Linked DNA regions of Mus musculus: all the other regions are linked to region 4. The links are chromatin contacts, called in public Hi-C and promoter capture Hi-C maps. All regions are on one chromosome and are shown on one strand. Each heading gives the region's core, a stretch centred on a gene start, on an enhancer-like site or on the middle of the called end of the contact. The rest is flanking DNA. Distances are from core to core; before and after follow the strand shown.

The links. Promoter capture Hi-C pulls out the DNA fragments that hold promoters and counts their contacts. Hi-C and Micro-C count contacts between places; a contact is called where the count stands out from the background.
Region 1: a contact with region 4 is called in a Hi-C map of rod photoreceptor, with 8 times the contacts expected there. The contact joins the promoter of Prdm4 here to the promoter of Polr3b in region 4. A contact is called at or near these places in 5 of 39 promoter capture datasets (cranial neural crest, hippocampal neurons, liver and 1 more), 1 of 484 Hi-C or Micro-C datasets (rod photoreceptor) and 1 of 9 other capture datasets (adipose tissue).
Region 2: a contact with region 4 is called in a promoter capture Hi-C map of liver, with 3 times the contacts expected there. The contact joins the promoter of Fbxo7 here to the promoter of Polr3b in region 4. A contact is called at or near these places in 5 of 39 promoter capture datasets (the HPC-7 cell line, hippocampal neurons, liver and 1 more).
Region 3: a contact with region 4 is called in a promoter capture Hi-C map of liver, with 4 times the contacts expected there. The contact joins the promoter of Pwp1 here to the promoter of Polr3b in region 4. A contact is called at or near these places in 7 of 39 promoter capture datasets (the C10 cell line, cranial neural crest, frontonasal cranial neural crest and 3 more) and 1 of 484 Hi-C or Micro-C datasets (B cells).

The regions. Positions count from the first base shown.
Region 1 is chr10:85,915,220-85,918,284 of GRCm38.p6, reverse strand. Prdm4 (PR domain containing 4) reads left to right here and starts at 1,299. Exons shown (of 12, transcript NM_001302886.1): 1 at 1,299-1,477; 2 at 1,556-1,761.
Region 2 is chr10:86,020,426-86,023,431 of GRCm38.p6, reverse strand. Fbxo7 (F-box protein 7) reads right to left here and starts at 1,503. Exons shown (of 9, transcript NM_153195.2): 1 at 1,288-1,503. The coding sequence starts at 1,409.
Region 3 is chr10:85,870,065-85,873,266 of GRCm38.p6, reverse strand. Pwp1 (PWP1 homolog, endonuclein) reads right to left here and starts at 1,436. Exons shown (of 15, transcript NM_133993.3): 1 at 1,253-1,436. The coding sequence starts at 1,324.
Region 4 is chr10:84,621,000-84,624,052 of GRCm38.p6, reverse strand. Polr3b (polymerase (RNA) III (DNA directed) polypeptide B) reads right to left here and starts at 1,755. Exons shown (of 28, transcript NM_027423.2): 1 at 1,515-1,755. The coding sequence starts at 1,586. Gm17249 (a long non-coding RNA gene) reads left to right here and starts at 1,408. Exons shown (of 2, transcript XR_380645.4): 1 at 1,408-1,856; 2 at 2,595-3,053.

The DNA.
Region 1 (3,065 bases), core at 50-2,549, 1.3 Mb before region 4:
CTCAAGTATTGGTAGTACTCGTGTGCACCACTATGCCCCACCTCTTACTTTTTAAATGCATTTTTACACATGACAAAACTCACCAATCTTTACTATTTGATCAATCTTTATAAACATATACAGGCATGTAACCATTATCCAAAATGGTCCCTCATGTCTGTCTTTCTATATAGGCAATTTCATCTCTTCACCTATCACTAACTTCCAACATCCATCAGAGCTGTTAGTAAAGTCTTGGCCTTTTCTAGAATTTTATACAGACTTCTAGTCTTTTGTTTCTGATGTTTTTTTGCTCAGTGTAGAAAGCTTCTAGAGGTCTACCTACATGCAAATAGCTTGTTACTTTTTATTGCTGCCTAGGGCTCCACAACGGTGATTCAGTGCAACTCTTTATTGGTTGATGACAGATCATTAACAAAGTTGCAAGGAACTTAGTACATATGTCTTTGTACATACATACATACATACACACATGTATATGTTTCTGTATTGGGTAAATACTTAGGTATGATTAGTGAATTGTGGGGTATGGGATATTGCCATAAATAGACTGACAAGGTGGCAAAGAGGGTAAGGCTCTTTAGTCCCTGGTACCCACATGTGGGAAAGAGAGTGTAAGTTGTTCTCTAACTTCTTTTACACATGCACATTTGCTTTCACATCCACCCACCCACTCATATGAATAAACATTATGTCAAAAGTTGGCTACCGAGCAGATGTTGTGGTTCCAATGATTATTCTAAGTAAGCACTGTGCCTGTCCGTGCAGAAGGGACGGGAAGGCAAAGAGAGAAGAAAAACACCTGCACAAATCCCAACATCATCTTTTATGATGTGGGAGCAGGGAAACTTCACACAGGGTAAAAGAGTTTCAGAATCGAAACCCGATTACTCCTGGGCCACACCGCCGTCTGGCCCAATCCTATATTTAAAAACGTTGTGTTATGTGGATTCATGCTTCCCTACTTGAGGCCATGCCATCTGGACAGAAAAGCAGAGTCTGGAGAACGTTGGAGTTCAGAACGCACCCCTAGCACGTGTATCAGTTCTGGTCTCCTAGCAACGGCGGAGCGATTATTCGGCCCTCGATTGGATCGGCACCCAGCTGAGCTGCAACACTCTGGGTGGAGCGTCTCTAAGCCCGCCCACTCCCGGGGCTCTGCGGTTCTCCACACGCAGAGAGGGGGCGGTGCGTATCCCCGGAAGAGCGGGTCGGAGCGCAGGCCGTAGGCAGGTAGCACGGACGCAGAGTGGCTGGGAAGCCGGAAACGGGCCCGGAGTGGCTGAGAAGCCGGAAAGGCGCCCCCGAGGGTGCGGCCCCGTGAAGGCGGCGGGCCTGACCGGGCGGGGCCGGGCGGGAAATGTTAGGAGAGCTGTAAACCGGGCGCGGGGTCCCGGGAGGCAGGAGCGTCCGGGCCGACGTTCGGCCCGATGACGAGCCAGGCGGCCGGGCCAGTGCTCCCCAGCGCGGGCCTCAGGTGGGCGACGCGGCGGGGCGGGCTCGAGCGGCCCGGGGCAGGGAAAGGCCACGGCTGATCGCTCTTCTCTTCTTCCAGGTCGGCCAGTCCGGCTGCCAGCGCTTCTGGGAAAACAGCCCCGGGCGCCGCCCAGCATGCCGGGCCCTCGCCGCGGAGCGCAGCCGCCGGCCCTCGGAGACGTCGGGCAGTGCGGGGAGGCGCGGCCACCGGCGGGATGTGGTAGCACGTGACACCGGCCCCATCGCGCACCTAGCAGCCGCCGGCCCCCTGCCCTGGACGTGCAGGTGAGCAGGGCAGGTCCCCAAGGCAGGGCCGAGGGAGCGGGGCGGACGCCGCCGGAGACTCAGTCTTTGTTTGGGTGCCTTCGGGCCACACGTGTGACGCGTAAATGGATTTGAGCACCTGAACCCAATAGAAATATCCAGAGTACTAGTTGGTTCCTGGGGTGATTGTTCTGAGTAGCCGTACATTGTTAGCTGCTTGGCACCTCTTTCCTGTCGTATTTTAGCTTTCGCTATTTTAATTTGGAATGTTACTGTAGTATCATAGTTCTTCACCTTTGGGGGTTTGCGGGTTACTGTAGCCAGGGATGGTGGAGTGCGGAGGTGAAGTTTTTAAATTGTGCAAGTCTCCTGAACTAGAAGGTACTGTGTTAGCGGAGTAGTAAAGACGGAGCAGTATTTAGCTGGGTTCCCCCCCCCCCCGCCCCCAAAAGCTTTTAAAAGGCTGTCAATATAGCGGGGAAGAGAAAACGTATTGACTGAAATTATTGGAGCTGGTTGATGCATTTTGTAAAGTGGCTGTATTCCTGTTAGTTTCTTAAATGTCATTTCCAGAAAACAGCGCGAGGTTTGCAACCAACAATTGATCAACTTCGGTCAGTTAGAAACATAAAAACAGCTAAGAATAATTGGCAGAAGACACAGTGACAAGACAGAAAGAACTCAGTATCCTTTAGGCCTTCTTAGGACGGTGATATGAGGTTGGTAGAATGGCTGTGCCTTGTTGAAGGGGAAGGTCCCTTGGGAGTCACTGTGTGCAGCATTCCTTCCTGGTGTCTTCTGTCTTTGAGTACTTGTGACCTTTGGTTTATGGCTGTTGAGGCCATCACGTTTTGGGGACTCACATCAAACAGAAATCTGCTGAGCCTCTGTTACTAAAGTCTTGTTTGAACGGGTGTGAGAAGGTCCAGAATTTCACACGAGTTATTATTGATGATGACATTGTATAGACGTTCAGGAGCTTTAAGAATAGGAGGTGAAGCCACACACTTAACTCTGCTCTAATAAGTTACTGTAATCTGTATGTTGTATTTAGGCCTTGTGGTTCCAGTGATGGTTGTATTTTAGGTATGGTTGCAGGTGGGAGAATTTAGAGAAGTCTGTTTTAAACTAGCTGGGGCCTAGAGACTTTGCTAAAGTAGCAGTGGCTTCTTTAGGTTACACAGAGTTTCCATTCTTCGTGAGAAGTAACATCCTTTTGTTGATCTTTGGTCCTTCAGATAGTGTACCTCATTTTCCATGTGGTTCTAGCTGTCTCTCTGGGTGATGAGTGGGCGTGGCTTGAACATTTTTTTGGATGTAGTTGA
Region 2 (3,006 bases), core at 254-2,753, 1.4 Mb before region 4:
CTTTCAAAACTGCCCTGCTTAACTGAGAAGTAAGACTACTTGTAAATACCTTAAAAATTGAATTCTCAAAGTGTGAGGAGAGATAACTGTTATCAACATTGAAAACACTTGGTTTTACACCAATAAGTAACATGTGGGTAGGTCACCATTATATGGAAATATATATTATATATAATACAGCAACATATTTTCTTTTAATATGAAAAAATGCTCTTTTTTTAATGGTTTGGCTAACATTATTATCTTATTAGACAGGGTCTCACAATGTAACACTGGCTGGTCTGGAACTTGCTATGTAGACCAGGCTGACCTTGAACCCTGCCTCTTCCTCCAGAGCGCTAGAATAAAGGTGTAGCTCAGGCTCACTTAATGGGGGGATGGGAGCAGGGAGGAAGGGTGAAAAAATCTATTCAGGGTCTCACTTTGCTTAACTCCCTACAAATAAAGTGAAAAGGCTTATTTAAAATGCCAATTAATGGGAAACGTTTTTCTTTGAAAATTTTTCCCTTTAGAAGCCCCAGAGCCCATCTTTTTAATTTTTTTTTTCTTCACTAGTTCAAATTTCTAGCTCAGCACTTGAAGTGGGTCGTCCATACAGTTATCTCTCTATGTCCTGAAACTATCTTCTGCAGAAACACAGACGCTTCATCTGCAAAAATTAGTAATAGAACCCCATAAATTAGTAATAGAACCTAATCCTTTTTCAACTTGCCATGAAACTGTAAGCTCTCTAGGGTCATGCCTCTATTCGTGAAAAAAAAGCAACATTCTCACCCAGAGAATGCCCGCTGACAGGCGTACTTCCTGAACCCTTACAGTGAGAAAGTGAGAAAGTTACAGTTAGGTGCAGTCTGCCACTTGCACGCTCAGCTGTTTTTAAAGTTACTGTAGCCTTGGGCAGTGGCACAAATTACAGTGACCTAAGGTGTCAAGACTTTTGTCACCTTGAGCACGATGCTTTTCCGATTTAACCACTGAACTATCCCAACCGCAGAGGTAAACTCAAGTTAACACCGGGAGATTTAACGCAAGCCAAGCTTCCCGAGTTCCCTTCCCGCCCTCGGGGCCGCAGCGACCGAAACCCCGGAAGTGACTACTCACCGGGGAGGACAGCGGCACCCGGGGGAGGCTGGGCCATGGTCTCTCGGAGCCGGACCCCGGCCAGCACCCAGCTGCCGAGCGTCACAGTCACAGGCGCCCAGTGCAGCTACACCCGGGAGGCCCGGGCCTCACGTGACCGCTCGAAGCGCGCCATCCCCCGAGCCCCACGACAGCGACGCGGCTCACCTGAACCCCAACGTGGGCAGCAGGACCTGGCTGAGGTGCGCGCGCAGCTGCCCGAGCGTTGGCTCCGACTCCGGCACCTCGAGCGGCTGGGTCCGCTTCTGAAGCCGCACGCGCAGCTTCATGGCGAGAGTCGGACCGCAAGCTTCGGTCGGCCCCGGGAAGAAACCGAAAGCAAGGAGCTCCGGGCCTGCGCTCCCGAGGAATCCCCAGCGCTCGCCGCTCGGTCGACTACGCCCCCTAGAGCCTTCCGCTCGAGCGGAGGGCCGAGCGCCTGCGCTTCCCTATCGCTGGCTCGGCGCGCGACATCGCCACCTGGAGGCGAGGCGCGCACGGCGCAGGCGCTGGGTTTGCTTGGGCGCACTTGAGTCTCTACGCTTCTGCTTCTGCTTCTGCTGGGGTGAGCGAGTTTGTTCCTTCCCTCCCAGCAAGCAGGATCTTTAGCTCTGGAAGGAATGCTGCCAACAGTGTGGAGACATGACAGACGGCCCTAACCTGATGTCACTGGTTTCCGTGCCCAGAAATGAACTGCTCTATCCCTGTCATTAGAGTGCTCAGACCTGCCTGAGAAATAATGTACACAGGTCCCCTGTGATGACTAAAGAAAGTTAATGTGGAGCCAGGGATCCCTTAAGGGCTGTTGGATGCCTGGGAGGTACTAGAGACCTGCAGGTGAGATAAGAATAGGATAATGGCTGTGAGGATAGTAACTGCTGCCTTTGCTTCTTTAAAACTCACTATCGCTATGGGAAAGGGATGAAATGATCTTTTAATTACTATATAGCGGGAAGGTGAGAAACAACTGAGGAAAGTAAAACAGTTTTCCTGCCCAGCTTGTATTTCGTGGTAAGTTGTAATATACACCTTTCTGATGTCCAATTTAAAACCCCATCTTATCCTTAGTCCCCCTTCCCTATGGAATGCTGTTTGGGCTCTAAAGCTGCCTTCCTTCTGCTAGCAGTAAGCATAAACTCATTTTAATATAAATTTGAATTGAGCCTAAGTCTTTGGTTTCTCCCAATGGATTTGAAGGCCACAACAGTATAGCTCTTCACTTCTCACGATAAATCTTGATAAACCAGACTGCCTCCATCTCAGGCGTAAAAGCCATCTTATAGTAAAGACAAACTAGGTTTCTCAAGGATTGGGCTATGTCCCACCTGTAACCTTAGCTACAAATGGCTCTGTACTGCCCCATGCCTTTATTTTAAAAGGTTATTATGGTGACCCTGTTGTAACCACCTTGCAACCATGTCTTTGTTTCAAGAGGCTGTTATGACCAACTTGGTATGCTTATGTTCTGCTTCGGTAATACATGCCTATTTGCCTGCCAAATCCTCATCTGGAAACCCCCTACTCCTGAACTATTACAATCTTACCTTACCTATGTCCAGCCCATGTATACATACCAAGAAAAGCTTGATTAATTAATTTGGCCATGATGGTTTGGGGTTGATGGTCTTTCTCCTCGAATCTGTGGGACTGATTTTTTTTTTTCCTGTGGGATTAACAGCATTTACTTCCTTTCTTCCTTGGCGCTGCCCTTAGGAACTTGAAGCTGAAGCCAACTCCTTTAGCCCCTTCATGTTACCACAAAATTTAAAGCAGCTTTTAGTTGTTACACAGTGTCTTAGTAAAATCTTTTGCTGCATATCAATTGTCCTCCAAAGCTTACTAACCCACATCAATAAACATTTGTCGACCCACAAATTCTGTAGATTG
Region 3 (3,202 bases), core at 187-2,686, 1.2 Mb before region 4:
CAGAGTGAGACCTGGTCTCCAAAACAACAACAAAAAACGTTGAGATAACAAGAATCTCCCTGAGAATGACATTCAATTCTGCCTGAGAAAGATCCAGAAATTAAAGACTGAAAAACTCCGGGGAAGGCCGGAGGTCAGTCGGTAAAGCTTTTGTTGAGCAAGCATGTGGATCTAAGTTCCATCCCAGAAGCCACTCAAAAGCTGGGTGTAGTGTAGGGGACACCTGTAATCCCAGCACTAGGGACTACAGAGACGAGAATTTCTGGTGCCTTGGCCAGCCACTCTATCTCGATTGACTAACGCTGGGTTCAATCAGACAGCGCACACATACACAAACACATGAACATGGGCATACATACATACACATACACACACACAAAGGTATTTGTATTGCTTGGGGTTGGGGCATGACAACTAGGGATTTTTAAGACTCTCTTAATACTTCGAAAGCTGTGTATGGCCCTTTTAAAATGAAAACAATTTTCTTTTGGAGAATTTTTAATAAGGCAAGTGTTGTCCCTATCCTATAAATATACACTGCTTGCTTGCTGTTGGCAAAACACCAGAGAAAACAGTGACTAAACACTACCTGCACTCTGGTAGAATTTACACCTATAAGGAGTATTTCCATCCCTCACCGCATGTAAATTCATGTCGAGGCCACTCCCACGTCTATCACATATCGAGTTGTCACTACTCAGACAATTACACCCATAGCAACCCCTTCACTTCTTTTAGGACACTTACAACCCCTGACATCCCGAAAGTCAAGAACAGGGCTTTGCCCTATATCGCTCCAACATATCCCGGAACTCCAGGCTCCGCTTGGCTTGCAGAAAACACTGTGTAATGAACAAAACCGCCTGAGTAACCGGCTTCCTTTGCCACGGTCTCCAGCTTTTGTACAACTTCCTTCATACTGTGTTACACTGACACCTTGTTCTCTCTGCCCCATAACGTTTTATCCGGATCACCGTAAGAAACTCGTAACAAGCAAACACCCCCGCCCCTTCCCAGTGCACAAAAAGTCCACGTGTTCGTGCATCTCAGGGATGGGATCGGGGTTCCCGCTCCGGGCAGGGAAGGGGCGCGCGGTCTCTGCTCGCCCGGGTCACCGGAGCCACACCTCACATGGCTACAGTCCCGGCCAACCTGGCAGGTCCCATCGCGTGGCTCCTGCTGGGCGCGTGCTGCCCCAGACGGGGCCGAGCCCACGGCCATGCCGTGGCATCTCCCCATACACAGGCCTCACCTTGTCTGGAGTCTCTTTGGCCACGCCGCGGCGGACCCAGGCCACGCAGGTCACTTGGCGGCTGCGGTTCATGATCTTCGGTTTGAACCCGGCGCAGGTTGGAGCCCTGGGAGCTGGGAGACACTACTCTTGAGCTCCGCGGAGGGGAACAACGCGCAGGCGCGGGCGCTCGCTGACGTCACTCGCAGGCGCCAAGGGGAAGGGGAGGGGAATTTGCATGAGATGGGCGGGGCCGTATGCAAATCTACGACTGCTTCCTGTGGAGTTTCTATCTCCTTCCTCCTATTCTTCCATAAGAGTTCCCAAGCTCCATCCACTGTTTGGCTGTGTCTGTATCTGTCTGAATCAGCTACTGGGGGGAGCCTCTCAGAGAACAATATGCTTCTGTCTGCAAGCATAGCAGAGTTTCATTAATAGTGTTAGGGATTGGTGCTTGCCCACTGGACGGGTCTCAAGTTGAAATGGTTATTGGTTGGCCATTCACTCAGTCTCTGCTCCCTCCCCTATGCCAGCATTTCTTGTAGACAGGATAAATTTTGAGTTGAAAGTTTTGTGGGTGGGTTGGTGTCTCTATTGGAGTTCCATTCTGGATACAGGAGATGGCCTCTTCAGGTTCCACATCCCCAATGAGAGTCACAGCTAAGGTCACCCCCCACTGATTCTTGGGAGCCTCCCTTATCCCAGGCCTTTGTCTCGTCCTGGAGATGCAGGTTTCCCCCCACTTTGCAGATTTCCATTCATTTTCATGGCCATATAGCTATCTCTCCTGTTCTTCTCCATGCCTGATCCTGAATCCCCCATTTCCCCTCTCTCCCAGTTCCCTCCCTCCATCAGCCTCTTATGACTATTTTATTCCCTCTTCTAAGTGAGATTCAAGCTTCCTTGATTGAGTCTTCCTTCTTGTTTAGTTTCTTTGGTTCTGTGAAGTGGACCATGGTACCTGTATTTTATGGACAATATCCACTTATCACTGAGTACACACCATGCATGCCCTTTTGGGACTGGGTTATCTCACTCAGGATGATATTCTCAAGTTCCATCTATTTGCCTGCAAAGTTCATGATGCCTTAGGTTTTAATAGTTGAATAGTATTCCATTGTGTAGATGTACCATGCCTTTATCCATTCTTCAGGTGAGGGATATCTAGGTTGTTTCCTGTTTCTGGCTATTACAAATAAAACTGTTATGAACATTGATGAACAAGCATCTTTGTGGGATGATGGAACATCTCTTGAGTACATGCCCAGAAGTGGTATGGCTGGGTCTTGAGTTTTCTGAGAAACTGCCAAGTTGATTTCCAAAGTGATTGTATAAGTTTGTACTCCCACCAGCAATAAAGACTGCTCCCCTTGCTCCACATCCTCACCAGCATATGCTATCTCATGAGTTTTTTTTTTTTATCTTAGACATTCTGATGGATGTAAGGTGGAACCTTAGAGTTGTTTTGATTTGCATTTCCCTGATGATTAAGGACTTTGAACATTTCTTGAAGTGCTTCCCTGCCATTTGAGATTCCTCTGAGAATTCTCTGTTTAGCTCTGTACGCCATTTTTTAATTGGGTTATTTGGATTGCTGGTGTCTGCCTTCTTGAGTTCTTTGCAAATTTTGGATACTAGCCCTTTGTCAGATGTATGGTTGGTGAAGATCCTTTCCCAATTTGTCCTAATAACAATGTCCTTTGCCTTACAGAAGCTTTGTAGTTTCATGAGGTCCCATTTATCCATTCTTGATCTTAGAATCTGAGCCATTAGCATTCTGTCCAGGAAATTGTCTCCTATACCAATGTGTTCAAGGGTATTTCTCACTCTCTTCTATGAGACTTCTTAGTGTATCCGATTTTATGTTGAGATGCTCTTTCAAGATCCCTAAAAAATGGTATTAGAATTTTGGTGGGATTGCATTGAATCTGTAGATTGCTTTTGCTAAGATGACCATTTTCACTATCCTAC
Region 4 (3,053 bases), core at 506-3,005:
GAATGAGGTGACAGCAGGTTCCAGTGAGCCAGTGCACCGTGGCTCAAAAGCTGAGTTAGGGCTGGGAAACACAGACAGAAGGACCAGAAAGCAGTGTAGTGGCCCATTTGGAAGACACCGAGAGTTCCAGCTCATGCTGCAATTAAGGACGATTGTGAGGAAGGTTCCTTACAGCAACACTGTAACACGACGCTGTGATCTACAAAACTCTCCCTGGAGAGCCATACCAAAAATATTAAAAGTAAAATAAAATAACACTCATAAAGCTTGGAGTTAAGTCTGCAGTTTTGGACTGGGCTACATTCTTAACTATCCTTTGCTGCATGGGCTGCAGGTCCTGTTGATTAGGAGTAGGGGAACACTGAGAAATAAGCCAAACACAAAGACAAATACTGTGTATTTTCCCTAAGAGGATCTTGGAACTCATTCTTCAAAGTCCCTGAGACAGTGAGGTTGTGATCCTACCACCTCTACATACCAAATGCTGAGATTAAAGTCGTGGGCCCCTACACCCTGTCATAGCAGGAATCAACCACGGGTGCTCTGGAAGAGCAACCAGTAGTCCTCAATCCCTGAGCCGCCCCTGGGTCCTAAGTCACTGATCAGGTCGCTCCCAATTAAACCCTTCAATGGTGCTTTACTATTCCCAGGGAGAAAGTCTAACACCTTCTAAGAGTTAACACATTTCAGAATCAGGAAGGCATCTTTTACTGCCCTCTTCCCCTAGCTCCACTAGATTTATTTGTTCCCCTGAAACAACTGATGGTGTGTCTGGGGTCATGTACAACCTGTTCCTCTGCCTGAATTTCTTCCTCGACCATCTTCAGTCCTAGATGTCCCTATTCTGTGCCAAAGATGTCAAGGTTCAGTGAGAATTTATATACCTTCTCAGGAAACAAAATCATGTCAATAACTGCACTTCCTTAGGCAGTTCACCGTGAAGCAATTATCCTTTAACTTTTAAGAATCTGATGAAAGCTATAGGGGCCCCTAAGAAAATACAAGATCAAAAATGGGGGACGAAGGGATAGTCAAGGTACTTAAACTAAACCTGCAGTCCAAAGAAACTGTGGAGTAAAAGGAAAATGATGACAAGGGTGAGATTCCCATTTACTTTTAGCACCAAAGCCGGCTATGGGACCTCAAGAACATTGCCTACGTTCTCAGGATCTCTGTGTCCTTCCAGGTGAGATCGGCAAGAAGATATTGGTTCCTGAGAGAATACACAAGGACCAATTCTTGCCAGTGCACACTTAAATTAGAAAAGCTTTACCCGAGAGCCATTCGCTAAGCTTCTAAACGTAGGACGCTACTGAGAGATCTGTACTTGCTGCTACAAACGCTCAAGAACCACACCTGGTAAAAGCTCACACACCCGGAGCTCCGAGCATGTGCAGAAGTTCTGAGCATGCGTAGAAGCCCAGGGACCCGCCCTCGTCATCCTGAAAACTCTCCCGGCAACGCCTCCTTAGTCGTCTCCAACCTCTTCCGCTGCCTGCGCTCACGGCACTTACCTCCACAGTCGGGATCGGCGCAGTCAGCTGCTCCGGAGTCAGGCTCCCGAACTCCTCGGCTAGAACATCCATTCCATTCACGGTAGAGGAAGAAGTCGGCAGAATGTTCACATCCGCCCGTGCGGCTCCAAGCAAGTAGCACGCGGAGAGTGGTGTGCGTTCTCCTCCGGTGTCCCCGTGGCGCTTGTTTACGGGGAGGCGTTTCAAAAGGTTCCGCCTGGTCAGGGCCTAACCTGCGGAGGAACCCGGAAGTGACCGAGCCGGATGTGGAAAACTACACCCACTGGTGTACTTCCGAGGTCTCGCCGGGCTAATCCTAGCCTCTTGACAGGCTCATTTCCAGTATCCCCAGAATGATTGAATACGGCAAAGTATAGTAGTTCTAACTGTATAACTAATCTGAAAAATGACTCGATAATACACATTAGTCACAACATGAACTTCTAAAGCAGAGATTTCAATTAACTCAGTCTAAACTGCTTGTATGTTGTGTAGTACAGAAGAGCAAAAGTCCTTGCTTAAATAATTGGTGGTACCTGCGTGTAATGAACAGGCATCAGCCGGGCGTGGTGGCGCACGCCTTTAATCCCAGCACTCGGGAGGCAGAGGCAGGCGGATTTCTGAGTTCGAGGCCAGCCTGGCCTACAAAGTGAGTTCCAGGACAGCCAGGGGGCAGTAAAAGATGCCTTCCTGATTCTGAAATGTGTTAACTCTTAGAAGGTGTTAGACTTTCTCCCTGGGAATAGTAAAGCACCATTGAAGGGTTTAAACGGGAGCGACCTGATCAGTGACTTAGGACCCAGGGGCGGCTCAGGGATTGAGGACTACTGGTTGCTCTTCCAGAGCACCTGGGGTTGATTCCTGCTATGACAGGGTGTAGGGGCCCACGACTTTAATCCCAGCATTTGGTATGTAGAGGTGGTAGGATCACAACCTCACTGTCTCAGGGAGTTTGAAGAATGAGGTCCAAGATCCTCTTAGGGAAAACCCAATAAATTATATTAGAATAGTTAATTAACGGTTTGGGGGAAAATATGTTTAAATCCTATGTCGATGAAATATACCTTAACAAAACACTAGAAGGAAACGTCAGAGGGACGGAGTTTGTTACCACTACACCGAATAAACGAAGGATTGCACATAATCCTCCCACGGCAGCACAGACACCTATAATCCCAGCATTTAGAAGCTAGAGGTAGGAGGGCATCCAGAAATTCAAGGGCATCCTTGGCTACCTAACAAGGTCGAGGCCAGCCTGGGCTACATGAAACCCTGTCTCCAAAGAAAAGGTAATGTATTAATAACATTGATTGGTGAAAGATTTCAAGGATGGCAACGGAGAAAGCATAAGAATTGCTAAAAGTTGTATTCCATTAATTTTTAAAAAATTAGATACACCTATAAAAAATCTCTATGAATAGTAAACACACAGTTGGTAGAAGACAAAAGGATTTGTCACTGAAATTGGAAATGAGTTCATGCAAGTCCAATGGTAAGAAAAATCCCATGGGAAGAAGAGGTAAAAGATGCCAACAGTTT